2 separate regions of the Canis lupus genome follow, and region 1 is linked to region 2. Evidence: chromatin contacts called from public Hi-C data. All regions are on one chromosome and are shown on one strand. Each heading gives the region's core, a stretch centred on a gene start, on an enhancer-like site or on the middle of the called end of the contact. The rest is flanking DNA. Distances are from core to core; before and after follow the strand shown. Region 1 holds the start of SPRYD4 (SPRY domain-containing protein 4). Region 2 holds the start of COQ10A (coenzyme Q-binding protein COQ10 homolog A, mitochondrial).

Region 1 (3,704 bases), core at 808-3,307, 140 kb before region 2:
GAAAGTATTTTGTGCTCAAATAAACTTTAATTACACAAATTATTTTTGTTAAATCCCATCCTTCTCTCTCTTCTAGAGGCATCCAGCTGCATCACTATCATAAAGGTAGAGTAAGAGGGAACCACAGAGCCCAAACAATACATATTTCACATACTCACCCCACCACGTTTTCCTCAACCCCAACTACTGCTGTAGGCTAACTGTATTCTGCTGCCAGAGATCAGGTTGCAGGGGTGGGCTGATGCTTGGAGGTTTGGGACTGAGCAGGCCCAAAAATGAATTGTGCAAGACCTCAGGCATCTCTCCTCCCTCTGGAAGTTCCAACTGCAGCAAAAGTACCTTGTCTCCTTTGGTCGTGGTTGTAACTGACCCAGTGATTATACCAGATGTCAGAGGTGTGCAGATTAAGGCAGACGGACTGTGGGTGGTGACAGCTGCAGCTGTGTGGGGCTGAGAGTCTGGCACTGAGGTACTGGGGAAGGAGGGCTCGGTTTCAGCCACCATAAAGCACTTTATGAGGGAGGCAGAGCCCAGACTGCATATACGCTGTAAAGGGGCAAGTCACTGACTGCACCACTCTTCCAGCCAGAGGTAGAAAGGATTTACTCGAGAGATCCTGTAGAGCCCCAAGGAAAAGGGGGAAAAAAAAAATCACATGTGGGCAAAGGGAGGCAGAGGGTATCACATGGTGAATACATTCAAACAAGTTGAAAGCTAAGACCCCAGGACTAAACTGCAGTCTGAGACAGGTCTGGGCACAGGGAGGCAGAGGGACTGAAGGAAGCCAGCCAGGCAAGGTACACTCATGATAGCTTAGGAAACTGGCAGTGGCTTGGGGGAGGGGAAAGGTGGCTGTATGCCTAGCTTTCTCAGGGTATGGGAGAAGAAAACGACTAGGATATTGCACAGAGGACCCAACACTGAATTTTGAGAGTTAGAGATTGCTTGGTGGCAAAATTAAAAGGATTCAGACACTTTCAGAGGAGATTGGCCAAGAGCATAATTAGGGACTACAGTGAGGGACATGCTAGAGGCCTTCAGGCACCTCGAGCCCTGAGTGGGTCAGCAGCTCTCCATCCCAAAGGGCGAAGGCAGGTACCACTGGACCTCGGAAATCGGTCTGTATGGTGTGGACCACAGCGACCCCACTCACGTCCACCAGGCTCAGCTTCTGGGCCTCATACTCCAGCAGCAGCCCCACCTTCTCTGGCTGCCCGATGCCCTCAATGGGGGCTTTTTCGTTGGCCAACATGGTGTGCCACTTGCGCTGAGCATAAGCGAACACCCAGGAACGCTCATCAACACCGATGCAACTATCCCGGGACATGTCCACGTCTGCCACTCCTATCCGGAACTGGTGGGAGCGTTTCACCGTCACCTCCCAGTAGTGTCTGCCACTGGTGACCGCCTTGTCTGCCAGCACCACGGCCCACTCCCGGAAGCGCTCCACATTCAGGGCCACCTTGGTGGGCTCCAATCCCACTATGCCGTATTTGACGCCCGTGTCACCTTTGAAGAGGGCCAGGCTGCTGTGGGCGGTTTTTTCTTCCAGTTTGAAACTGATGCCTGCGAGCAGAGCAAAGAGACTGGATGATGACGGGGGTAGAACCCTAGGCCTAGGGATACGTGCATAGGACGATCCGAGGCCGCGGTCGGGGAGCTCACGAGTACACAGGAAAGCGTCAGGACGTCAGCGGGCAAGAGCGGGGCCCGTTAATATGGGCCTCGGGCTCGGGGAAGCCTCGGGGTAAACAGCCCGTGTCCCATGTTTGGACTCTCAAGACCAACGCAGATCGGGAGGGGAATGACCCAAAAGGGCTCCCGGGAATGCGGAAACCATTTGGGAGGTAAAGGAGTGAGAGAAGATAGTTTTACCTCTGCGGGCTTCGGCGGCAGCAAGCCCCAAGCGTTCGGCTCCCCGGCGGCACAGGCACAACAAACGTGCAAAGGGCAGCGCCATCTTGCGCCAGGGCTGAACAGGGCACGTCCCGGGCCGCACACGCCGCCATCTGCCCGCCTGCCCCCTTCCGACGTGGTGCGCGACAGGCCGCCGCGCGGCGTGATGACGTAGGGGCCCCCCCGCCCAGGTCGGGGCGGCCATCTTGGCGCGTTCTGCGCAGGTGCGTCGGGGCTGGGCACGGTTTGTTTGCTTTTCCCGAGGGGACTGCTGCTCACACTTTTAGCAAGGAGGTCCTTTAAAAAGGTAGCGTCGAAGGGTGTCGAGCATAGATTTTAGAATTAATAATAGGATTCGAACGCAGCTCCGCTGTGTGACTTGGGGCAAATCACTTCACTTCTCCCGAGACTTAGTGTCTTACTTTGTAAAACAAAAATAACCACCCTCTAGACCTTGATAAAAATTAGAAAGAATAGCCTAGAATACAACTTGACAGACAGCAGCCACTAGGTTAAATGGTTTGATAAATAGTAATATGTAAATAGTATAAATATTGGTTTTGTGTTTTCAGGGTTTTTGCAGAAGGACTGACTTGCAGGCTTGTATGTCCAACTACCTTTTAGACATTTCTACCCGGATACGCCCCACCCCTCACCAGCCAGCCTGAAACTTAACAGGTCTAAAACTTTGTTCTCACATTTACACAAGCTTCCTCTTTCGCTTGGTTCCCGGACCTCTGTGATCTGCAACCCATAACCAGCCCACTGCCCACGCCCGAAACCTGGAAGTCCTTGACTTGTCTCTCTCGTCACATATCTGATTATCCTTTTTTAAAAAAATATTTTATTTATTAAAAAAAAAAGATTTTATTTATTCATGAGAGACACAGAGGGAGAAGCAGGCTCCATGCAGGGAGCTCAACATGGGACTCGATCCCGGGTCTCTAGGGTCAAGCCCTGGGCCGAGGGCAGAGCTTAACCGCTGAGCCACCCGGGGATCCCGAAACCTGATTATCCTTGAACCCCAATCACATTATTTTTCCCCTGGACTACTGCATTAGCCTTCTAACTGGACTCCCCAGTCTCCCTGGTGCTGCAAGGATGTAACATTTAAAGAGGCAGCTACTTATCTGTTAGGTGTTTTGGGTTTTGTTTTTGTTTTTGTTTTTATATTTTATTTATCTGAGAGAGTGAGTGAGAGAGAGCTTGAGCGGAGAGAGGGATAGAGAGAGAAGCAGACTCCCTGCTGAGCAGGGAGCCCCATGTAAACTCAATCCCAGGACCTGAGATGAAGGCGGACACAGGTTGGAGCCAGGGGCACCTGAGTGGCTCAGTTGGTTAAGCATCTGCTTTCAGCTTAGGTCATGATCCTAGGGTCCTAGAATAGAGCCCCATATGGGTTTCTTGCTCAGCAGGGAGCCTGCTTCTTTCTCTCCCTCTGCCTGCCGCTTCCCTTGCTTGTGCACATGCCTTCTCTCTCTTTCTGTCGAATAAAATCTTTTTTTAAAGATTTTATTTATTCATGACAGACACAGGGAGGTAGAGATACAGGGAGAGAGGGAAGCAGGCTCTCTGCGAGGGGAGCCCGATATGGGACTTGATCCCAAGACTCCGGGATCAGGACCTGAGCCAAAGGCAGTTGCTCAACCACTGAGCCACCCAGGCGTCCCTAAATAAAATATTTTAAAAAGCAGAAGAAAAAAAAACAAAACAGTCTGAGCCACCTAGGCACCCTTTCTCACCTGTTAGGTTCTTATGAATGGGTTCTTAAGAACTCTTAGGAGTGGGGATTAAGTCCTTTATTCTCT
Region 2 (3,757 bases), core at 432-2,931:
CTTCTTACACCAAGGCACAAACTCACGATACTCCTGGACATTGGACACCACTTCGAACATCTCCTGCATTGAGTACCTAGGGGAAGGAGTCACAGAGAGGTTATGTTTTGCAGTTCACAGAATGCTTTTGCATTTTTTATCTATTTTTTTATGATTTTATTTATTCATGAGACACAGGCAGAGGGAGAAGCAGGCTCCATGCAGGGAGCCCGATGTGGGACTCGATCCGGGGTCTCCAGGATCATGCCCTGGGTTGAAGGAGGCAATAAACAGTTGAGCCACTTGGGCTGCCCAGCATTTATTATCTATTTTGATCCTAAGCAGGACCATCTAGGGGGAACAGAGGCTACCAATTTCATTGGTGATCACAAGAACTCAGATCCTAGCTCTACAACTTTCTAACAATGTAGCCCTAGGTAAAATTACCTGTGCCTCCGTTTTTCTCATCTATAAATCAGACTTAGTACTTGATTCATAGGTTTGTTGACAGGATCAAAAGAAAAACTACGTAAAACACTTAAGTAGCCTAACTACTTGCCGTAGCAAGTGCTCAGTTAGTATTTTTATTTTGCCCACGAATACGTGTAAAAGGTCAGCAGAGGGACAATACCCTGTCGTCTTATACTGTCCAAATATAATGTTTCGTTTAATTGACGGGTAGGGCAACGAGGAAGGGGAAAATTAAGGTTGGAAGGCTAGCAGGGAAGGATAAAGGATCAGTAATAATAGCTAGGGAGAGGGATGGCCGGGGAGGAAGCTAGCCCACCACTGCCACCTTGCATCCTAGCCTGGAGTTAGTCATTTGGAGACGAAGGGAAGGGGTAAGGATGCTGGAGGGGGGAGGATGCTCACCCCATGATCCTACGCTCGGAGTAAGCCTTTCGCTTGTTGGTGAAGGGGGCTGCAAAGCCCATGAAGGAACGAGAGGGAGGTAAGCCAACCTCAGCCACCAAGACCCGGGCAGCGCGGGGCAAGAAAAGGCTGCAGGGCGTCAGAAATCTAAGGACAAGAGGAAAGGAGAGAGGAAGTCATGACTTTGTGTCCCTCAGGCATTCCTGGGGGAGCGGGGCGCATCCCAGGCAGGGCGTCCAGACAAGCTTTCCCCAGCACCTGCTGCGGCCTGCCGGGCGCCGCGGCGCGGCAGTCACGAGTGCGAAAGGTCGAGGGCGGCCGAGGACAGTGCTGCGGGGGGCGGGCAAAAGTGGGGTGCATCCTCTGAGCGGGGGCCGCGTCGCGGCTAAGAGCTAGGACTCGGGGGCCGCGGCCTCGGGGCCCGCCAGCGGCAAGCAGCGGTTGGGCGCCCCCCGGGGCTGGAAGGCGAGCGCCCCGGGAGACCCCGGGGAGGCCGCGCCCCGCCCCCGCCCCCGCCCCCACCGCCCCGGGCGACCCCTCGCCGCCCGCGCGGGCGCTCGCGCCTCCCCCTCACCTCATTGGCCGCGGCGGCGGGGGCGGGGCCGGGCGGAGCGCGAAGCCGCAGCAGCGCTGGGCCGCCGCGCGCGTCCCTCCGGGGAGCCGGCGCGCGCCCGCCGAGGCCATGCGCCCCGAGGCCATGCGCCCCTCGCCCGGTCGGCGGCGGCGCCCGCGGGCCCCCTCGCTGCGGAGGAGCGGCGGCCGGCGGCGGGCTCGGCGCGAGGCGGCGGCGCCCCGGGCCGCGGCTGCTGTCGCCCTGCTCCCGCCTGGGCGGGCGGGGAGCCTGGAACTGAGGCCGCGCCCGCTGCGCTCGCTGCTCCCGCCGCGCCCGCAGCTCCCGGCGCCCCCACGTCACGCCGTCGCCATGGCGCGGGCCGGGGGCCGGGGGCGGGGGGCCGGCGCGGCCTCTCGGGAGATGTAGTCTCACGCGTCGGGCGGGAAAGGGCGCGGGGGAGTGAGAAGCCGCGGGGGCCCGAGGGCCCAGCCGCCTGGCAGAGGCCGAAGGGGAGGCACCGAGGCGGCTCCGCGGGCGGCGGCGGGTCCGCACGCGCCCCGGTTCGCAGCTGCCCGCGCCGCTGCCTCCGGGCTGGCACCCGGCGCTGTGCTGCACGCACGGAGGAAAGGAGTCTTACGCCCTCTGGGCTAAGGCCTTGCATAGTTTTCTCTTTTAGTATTTATAGGAAGAAGTCGGGGAAGGCGGAGGGAAAACCAGACTTGATTTTAGAGAAAACCGCCTTCGCCTGGGAGTGTGCGCTTGCCCAAGGGGGAGACTCCCGGGCGGGAACCCGGGCCGACCAGTGTCACTAGGCTGCTCGCCGTCGCGATCCAAGGAGGGCGAAATGCCCTTGATAAAAATGGGAAGAATAAAAGGGAAATAAAAAGAGATTGGATCTAGGTGGGTGCAGAAATCACTGAAGTTCTCCCATAGTGGAGAAGAGGAAGGGCATTTGGAGAATGGTGGTGGCCAAGGGCACCTGCTGGCGCAATGGCTGAGCGCCTTTGGCCCAGGTCTTGACCCCACGGTCCTGGGATCGAGTCCTTCATCCGGCTCCCCTGACGGAGCCTGCTTCTCTCTGCCTGTGTCTCTGCCTCGCTCTGTGTGTCTCTCACGAATAAATAAAAGAAAAATGGTAATGCCTGGGCGCCTGGGTGGCTCTGTAAGTTAGGCATCTACCTTTGGCTGAGGTCATGATCCCAGGGTCCTGGGATTGAGTCCCAAGTTCCGGCCCCTTGCTCAGTGGGGAGTCAGCTCCTCTGTCTCCCACTTCCCCTGCTTGTCCTCTATCTACCTCCCTGTCAAAGTCTTAAAAAAATAATAAAAAAAGAATGATGGTGCCTGCTGTTGCATTTAGAGATGTTTATGCTATTATATTGCAAGTCCTTCTGCTTTTGCTCTAAATCTTTGATCATACTTCCACATTCAGGAGACTCTTATCTGAGTAATGTGTGGAAGGGGGAAGGAAGACAAAGTAACTAAAGACTGTGTTGCCTCTGGGGTCTAATTGGTGTGGAAGAGAAACATCTTCCCTAGAAATGGGGACCTGGAACCATAAATCCCCCACCTCCCCACTCCTCCTTGAGATTGGCATTAATTTTGGGACTTCCATTGGATATGGACTGATTTAACTTTTTTTAAGATTTTATTTTTTAAAGTAATCTCTACACCCAACGTGGGGCTCAAACTCACAACCCTGAGATCCTCCACCAACTGAGCCAGTCAGAAGCCCTTGGATTGATTCACATTTTGAGCCCATTTTATTTGGATTTCAAAGAGCTTACATTTAACATTTTTAAGGAAGGCATTTTAATCCTTATTTTATATTTACTTATACATGAGGCCCCAAATTGGAGAATGATCTTACCTCTTTTTCTTTCTTCTTTTTTCCCCAGCACCCCTACCCCTACCACCAGGATACAGTATCTCCTTCCAGTTCCAAGATGGTAATCTGGAGCCACTCTCAGATGGGCATGTGACCTTGAGGGACAGACTTACTCTTTCCAACCCTGCTTTCTGGTCCTGACCCACTCCCTCTAAGGGCTTACACATGTGAGACAGCTGCTTAGAGTGAGGAGAAACGAACAGGCTGGATAAAAGACAGAAATTAACCGGGATACATGACTGAACTGTGACCTCATTAACACTATGCCTTAACCGAGTTAACTGCTACAGAATCCCCAAGGTACAATAGGCCTGCCAAGTCAATTTGCTTGTTGTCCCCCTACTAATTAGATTAGCTAATTACTGCCATTTAAACTTTTCCTAGTTCATTTCTTGTACTTGAACAACCAATTTCCTGCCATTTCCCTGTCATTCTACATCAGTAACTTCAAGTACTAACTCAAAACA

The links. Hi-C and Micro-C count contacts between places; a contact is called where the count stands out from the background.
Region 1: a Hi-C map of blood shows a contact between it and region 2, with 3 times the contacts expected there. The contact joins the promoter of SPRYD4 here to the promoter of COQ10A in region 2. A contact is called at or near these places in 2 of 9 Hi-C or Micro-C datasets (amygdala and blood).

The regions. Positions count from the first base shown.
Region 1 is chr10:1,071,317-1,075,020 of UU_Cfam_GSD_1.0, reverse strand. It overlaps SPRYD4 (SPRY domain-containing protein 4), which reads right to left and starts at 2,057. Exons shown (of 2, transcript XM_038549712.1): 1 at 1,876-2,057; 2 at 6-1,566. The coding sequence starts at 1,960. The coding sequence ends at 1,028. GLS2 (glutaminase liver isoform, mitochondrial) reads left to right here. Exons shown (of 18, transcript XM_038549697.1): 18 at 1-42.
Region 2 is chr10:930,981-934,737 of UU_Cfam_GSD_1.0, reverse strand. It overlaps COQ10A (coenzyme Q-binding protein COQ10 homolog A, mitochondrial), which reads right to left and starts at 1,681. Exons shown (of 5, transcript XM_038549674.1): 1 at 1,427-1,681; 2 at 853-999; 3 at 1-76. The coding sequence starts at 1,551.